Linked DNA regions of Mus musculus: region 2 is linked to region 1. The links are chromatin contacts, called in public promoter capture Hi-C maps. All regions are on one chromosome and are shown on one strand. The core of a region is the stretch at or near the end of the contact, and the rest is flanking DNA. Distances in the headings are between cores, read along the strand shown.

Region 1 (2,752 bases), core at 88-2,587:
AGAATTGAAATTCACTTCTGCTTTTCACAGAGCCTCCCGGGCGTGGCCTACCAAGGGACCCTGAGTTCCAGGTGTTACCCTCTCCCTCTGCTACTGTGGTCCTACCAGGGTACCAGGGTACACTTCCACTTTGGAGCACTGACAGGATCTAGAAGGCTGTTACTTCCCTCAAAGAGAACTCAAGCCCTGACAGGGAGGTGGGGGTGAGGGGACACAACATAGAATGAAGTCATTCCTTACATGAAGAAGGGAGGGGTCTTTTTTTTTTTTTTTAGAGAAAATGACAAGCCCAAGATTATAGGGGAGGGGGTTTCTGCCACATGGTTCTGGGCAAATGTATCAGTTATGCATTACCTCACATCCAAGACGACCCCACCCACACCTCCCAGGCCCTTTCAAACAATGAGACACCCCCACCCCACCCAGCAGCTGAATGACTCCTTAGACCAGAATCACACCCGGAGAGGCTGTAGCAAATCCCTGATTCCAGTGCTAAGTAGGTGGGTCAAGGGGCAGAGGCCCAACAGGTCCCTTGTAGAGCTAATGGACAAGAGGACCTTTAGGTGCAGAAAGACAAAGGCTACAGCAATCAAGAGCCGCGGTCTTCCATGTGGGCTGGGGAATGTGGTCAGGGCACACTGCCTTGAACTCTGAACTCAAGGGCCTCCCAAAATCTCACGCCCACACTCCCTGCAGCAGCAGTGGGGCCCCCAGATCTTCCAGGAGAAGGAAGAAGAGTTAAGGAACCACGAAGAGGAAGAAGGAGCTGGGACAGATATCCTGGCGGTCAGAGGAAGATAGGGACGCGGAGACACAAGGATCGGGGTTCTGTGGTACCAAAAAGACACTGAGACTTGGGGTCCCGAAAGACAGAGCCCAGGGCGGTGGGGATGCACGGAGGGCAAGGAGCACAGGGGGACTAGCGGAGGTGGACTCGCGCGGACACTCACGCGCGCGCCCGTCCCCGTCACTCACCCAGGCCGCAGACCTCACGGCGCAGGCTAAGGCGTCCGCGCTCCTCGGCTATGGCGCGCAGCATGTGCTGCAACGAGCGCTCCTCCGCTTCGCTGCTGTCCACGGACTCCCGGGAGGCGGCCGGCCCAGCCCGGAGCCCCGCGGGCGCGGACGCCGAGGCACAGGCCCTGCCCGGCGGCCGCGCGGAGGCCATGCCGGGCCCCGGCTCATCGCCCGCGCCGCGCCCGCGGGGGCCACCGACACGCCCCGCCGCCCGTGCCCCGCTGCCGCCCGCCGCGAGCACCAGTGAAGCCACAATCCGCTTTTGTGTGCGTCGCCGCCGCCGCCGTCGCCACCGCCGACCTCGGAGCACAGCGGAGCACTGCGATCCTCAGCTCCGCCACCGCCCGCCCGCGCGCGCTCGACACCGCCCAGGCCCCACCCCCGACGCGGGCCCGCCCCCAAACCCGCCCTTTCCCCGCCCCCGACACGCAAAGGCCCTGCCTCATACTCCTAAAACTCCGCCCAGATCTCTGGGCAAGGCGGTGAGTCGTCCCTGGTCCTGGCCCCGCCTACTTCCTTGCGACCAGCTGCTGCCAACTTCAAAAGCCCATCGCGTCCTCGCTCCAACCTGTCGCGTGACGTTCTCGTCATCTCATTCCCACACCTTCCTTGGCCTGCTGACCTTCCCTGCTGCCCGTGTTCCCCAACCCTGAGTCCACTTTCTCCCGCCCCCCGCCCCCCCTCCAGTAGAGTCACGCCTCTGAGCCGCCCCCTCTGCGCCTCACTGATTTTGCGCTTTGTCACCGCCCTGTGCATTCCCTGAAGCCTCCAGCACACCAGCTCTGCTTATTTCTGTCTGAACCTTCCAAGTAGGTTCTGCTAAAAACTTGCTTCACAAAACTCAACAAGAAGTTACCACCTCCTTTCGGAGGTCTCCTGGGACGCCTCAGTTTCCTCTGCTGAACACTTAGGAAAAGGGGTCAGAGAGTTGCTTCCTGTCTTAGCTCCTGTGCTGACTAGAGGCCAGAGGTGGATCAGATCAGCTTGCATGTGATCCTAATTAAAGGCCAAGGTCCAGCTGGGCATCCATCCCTGTGCTAAAAGAGGAAGATGCAGGGAGCAGCCGCCAGAAGCCACGTTCTGAACTCACTCGGTGGTCCTTTCCCAGGACCAGGGTAGGTGACCATGCACTGCTGGTCTCAGCCAGTTACATTTCCAGTGTCAAATTCTCACAATCATGCTAAGCATAAAGTTCTGTCTGCCCCGACTCTTCTTCACCCTGTCTGGGATACCCTTCTCCTAGTCTCCTGTCTCCTTTGGATCCCAGTGTCCTCCAATACATTTCCTCAAAAACAAACAAACTATATCTTGCCTGCCTCCTGTTCTATTATTCCTAGGCACAGCATCCTTACCACTCCCCTGACATCACACTGCATAGCTGTAGGAGGCGTCTCAGAAAACCAGCCCCTTTCCCTTGGGCTTCCCAGTCCTCAGAATGGTTTAAGCCTCCCGTCTGTGACATTGCACCATGGCAGCTCTAACTAAGACACTGTGTATTCCTCAGGCCTGGCTTCTGACAACTGTATTCCCAGCGCCCAATAAATGCAGGCTGTGTGATGGAGACTGGAGAGAGGCCTGCTGAGGAAGATTGTCTCTAAGGAAGGTGGGGTGGGACCACAAGGTGTGGAAACCACTCCAGAGCAGGAAATTGGCAGCTTTGGCATACTGTTCAAGCCTTACCTGGGATTTGTACCGCTCCCCTGAGATGCTCAGGGTAGGGCTTGAGTGACTAATT
Region 2 (2,936 bases), core at 391-2,890, 580 kb after region 1:
CCTGGCCTGCTTGGGCCTCAGTTTCCCATTTGAATATCAAGGGGGCTGAGACGAAAGTCAGGGTACCTGTGGCTAGACCCCCCTCCCCCAAAGAGGGTCTTCGTGGCTGTGGAAACTAGGTTCCAGTTCTGCTAAGTCTCTGACTCTTTCTGACCCATCTGGGCCTTAGTCTACCCATCTGTCAGTAGTGGGGGACAGAGTCTGCCCATGGTTGGCAGTCCCTCCCCTCCAGCTTGGGCCCCACTTGCTCCTATCTTTCCAAGCCACTGCTCCCCTCAGCTGCTCCTGGTGTTCCCAGGCAAGAGAGTAGAGATTCTGCTAAGGGCTTTCCCACCCTTCCACATAGCTAACATTCCAGCCAGGCATCCCAGGACCCCACCCTGGAGAGAAAGAAGGCAGTCTGGGAGAAGCGGGGTGGTGAGCAGGAAGCCTGTGTAGGTTGGGGTGGTTGAAGATGGGAAAGCCACGCCCACCCAGTGGCACATGGCGACATGGGCAAAGAGCTTAAGGGGGCTAATGGGTTCACTGAGTCCTCATGGGGGTCACTGTCATTTCACTGACTGACCTCTGACTTCAGAAACTTCAGGGCCTTTCCTGGCACGCAGGGCCCAACATAACATACCAAGTCCTGGCCTTAATGGATCAGGTCTTTGCCCTCAGAAGGGTACCCTGTCTCTCCAGCAGTCAGATGGGACTCCTGGGTCCACTGTGCCTCCACCTCCAAGAAGCCTGTCTGACCCTGCTCAGTTCTCACTTTGAAAACACCGTGTGTGTGTGTGTGTGTGTGTGTGTGTGTGTGTGTGTGTGTGTGTGCCAGGCCCAGCACAGAGGCTGAGGTGGCTCCCCTGGCCCATACTCTTTGCTTCCTACAGTACAAATGGAGACAGCCACATTCAGAGATGCCAGGGCCCCCCCGAGGCTGTGAGGCTGGCTGAAGCCCAACTGGTGCTGAGACCCCCCCATAAGCCCAGCATGGCACTTGCTTTAAAACCTATGTGATACAAGGTGCCCTGAAGGCATGGCTGGCCAAGACACCAACCTGAGACATAGGGACAGAAGGACAGGTGGGTGTAAACGGTGGGAGGGAGTTGGCAGGCCCCACTGGCCTACCGCCAGTTTGGGAGTCTAAACACTGGATGGCTGAGCCAGCACTTCCTGGGATACTGAGTATGTTCTGAGCTGTGAGTCTGGGGACCAAGTCCCACACATGGAGGACAGCAAGTCACCATCTCTCTACAGACAGACCTCAAGGCAGGGCTGAGTTCTTATGCAGAATCAGGTGGGAGACAGAGCCTAGAGAGGGTGGGGCCTGCCTGACCACACAGCAAGCACCCAGGGCAGTGTGAGCCTCAGCCAGGAGCCTGCCCATTCCTGACATCTTTTGTCATCACAGCTGGGGCCTGTCTGAGTCAGAAGCCCCCTGGGGACTGTACCATGATCCCTCACCTTAGGATGTTCCCCATGACCTTGATGGCTTCCCCAGTCAGCAGCCTCAGAATGAATGCCCTGGGAAGGGGGCCACTCAATCCCAGTGGCTAGCCTGGCTAGCAGCCCATTATTCCCATTTTCCAGAGGATGCTCAAAGAAGGGCTGTGTTTGGTCCAAGGCTGAATAGTAGCTTGGCAGCAATAAAACCAAAGGCTTTGTCTCTGCCTCCTTGATACCTTCCCGCTGCAGCTGTGGCTACCCTGTTCCTTCCTGCTACAGGAGTCCCCGCATTGGAAGGCACAGGCGAAGAGGGGTCTGGCCTTGTAGCCCTGACTACACACCCTGTCCCATTGCTCTGTCTGTGTGTGTGTGGGGGGGGGGGAGGTGTCCAGAAAGCATCACTGACCTACAAGCCGCCAACCTATGTTGCCTCTGGAGCAGGGCTATCACACACACACACAAAAGGACTTCCCTCAGGTGGAGTCATTGTCACATACTCTACCACAACCATGCCAGGAAGGAAACGCAGAACCTCAGGCATGGCCGCCACAGGCGCCACAGCCTGAAGGGAAGGAAGCTGTCCAGCTCTATCTATCCTGTACCTCACCCTCTGCAAGAGGACAGACATCTAAGCACTATTCTTCCTGAGCATTTTCAGGGCTGTGTCCCTGGAGTCCCTCATGCTATGCATCTCTGTCCCAGAGCTGTGACAGGGTAAATAGCAGCTAGAATTGTGAGCCCCTGGCAAGCACTCTCTCTACACCACCTGCCTGCCCAACCAACCTCAGGCTCGCTCATTTTGCACAGTGCTTTGGCCATGGTACATTCAAGCCCATCCAAAGGTTCAAAAGGTCACCCCGAGAAGCTGGCAGGCTTAATCTGGTGCTCCACCCTGTGGCAGGGTCACCAAAGGGAATGTCAGCCCTGCTTGGTCCACAAGAAGGCCACTCCAGCACTCCGGTCTACTGGAACATTACGGTGGCTTAGATTCATCCTTTCCCCACAGGCCAACCTGGTCTACCTGACCACAGAAACACAGAGATAGCAGGTTGACAAATCTGGCTCCTGGGGAGGGTCAGCTCTTGGAAAGTCCCAGCACTTCCTGCTAGAGGTGAACCTCCCAGAAGGTGTTCAGACTCAGCCCAGCCCTCAGTCTCTGCCTCAACCTCAGACTGATAGAGGTGACTTCTGAAGCATCTCGGGTCACCCTACTCCGGAAAACCTTCCCTGGGTCATCCTTACTAACAGGAGGTCAGGGTCTCCGCTATGGGAGCTGCAGGGTTCTGTGTGAACTTGGAAGAAGGTGGGCAGGAAAGGCTGAGGTAAATTAAAGGAGTGTGAAGAGTCAAGTGAACGCAGTAGGAATTGCCAGAAGGGCTCTAGAGCCACGCCCAGATGGAAAACCAAGATCTCAAGTAGCCAAGGATACCTCAAGTCCATGCCCAGCCGCACCCAAGAGTATATCATGACGAACACACTGAACCTCCATACAGGTCACAAGGTGGCTG

Evidence for each region. Promoter capture Hi-C pulls out the DNA fragments that hold promoters and counts their contacts.
Region 2: a contact with region 1 is called in a promoter capture Hi-C map of embryonic stem cells, with 2.4 times the contacts expected there. The contact joins the enhancer-like site here to the promoter of 5031439G07Rik in region 1. A contact is called at or near these places in 4 of 39 promoter capture datasets (embryonic stem cells, frontonasal cranial neural crest, hippocampal neurons and 1 more) and 4 of 115 datasets of contacts at active chromatin or transcription factors (embryonic midbrain, extraembryonic endoderm stem cells, forebrain and 1 more).

The regions. Positions count from the first base shown.
Region 1 is chr15:84,986,634-84,989,385 of GRCm38.p6, forward strand. 5031439G07Rik (RIKEN cDNA 5031439G07 gene) reads right to left here and starts at 1,338. Exons shown (of 10, transcript NM_001033273.3): 1 at 976-1,338. The coding sequence starts at 1,039. It overlaps Gm39558 (a long non-coding RNA gene), which reads left to right and starts at 1,402. Exons shown (of 4, transcript XR_875533.1): 1 at 1,402-1,499; 2 at 2,522-2,752.
Region 2 is chr15:85,568,236-85,571,171 of GRCm38.p6, forward strand. The region is part of intron 1 of Wnt7b (wingless-type MMTV integration site family, member 7B); the gene reads right to left. Among named protein-coding and RNA genes, the nearest start is that of AU022754, 11 kb to the right of the region's middle. Within about 2 kb of position 1,641, at least 51 of the 459 cell types and tissues checked have an H3K27ac peak or open chromatin away from gene starts, as enhancers often do. A contact at or near this core is called in embryonic stem cells, extraembryonic endoderm stem cells and pancreatic cancer cells, where this site is marked.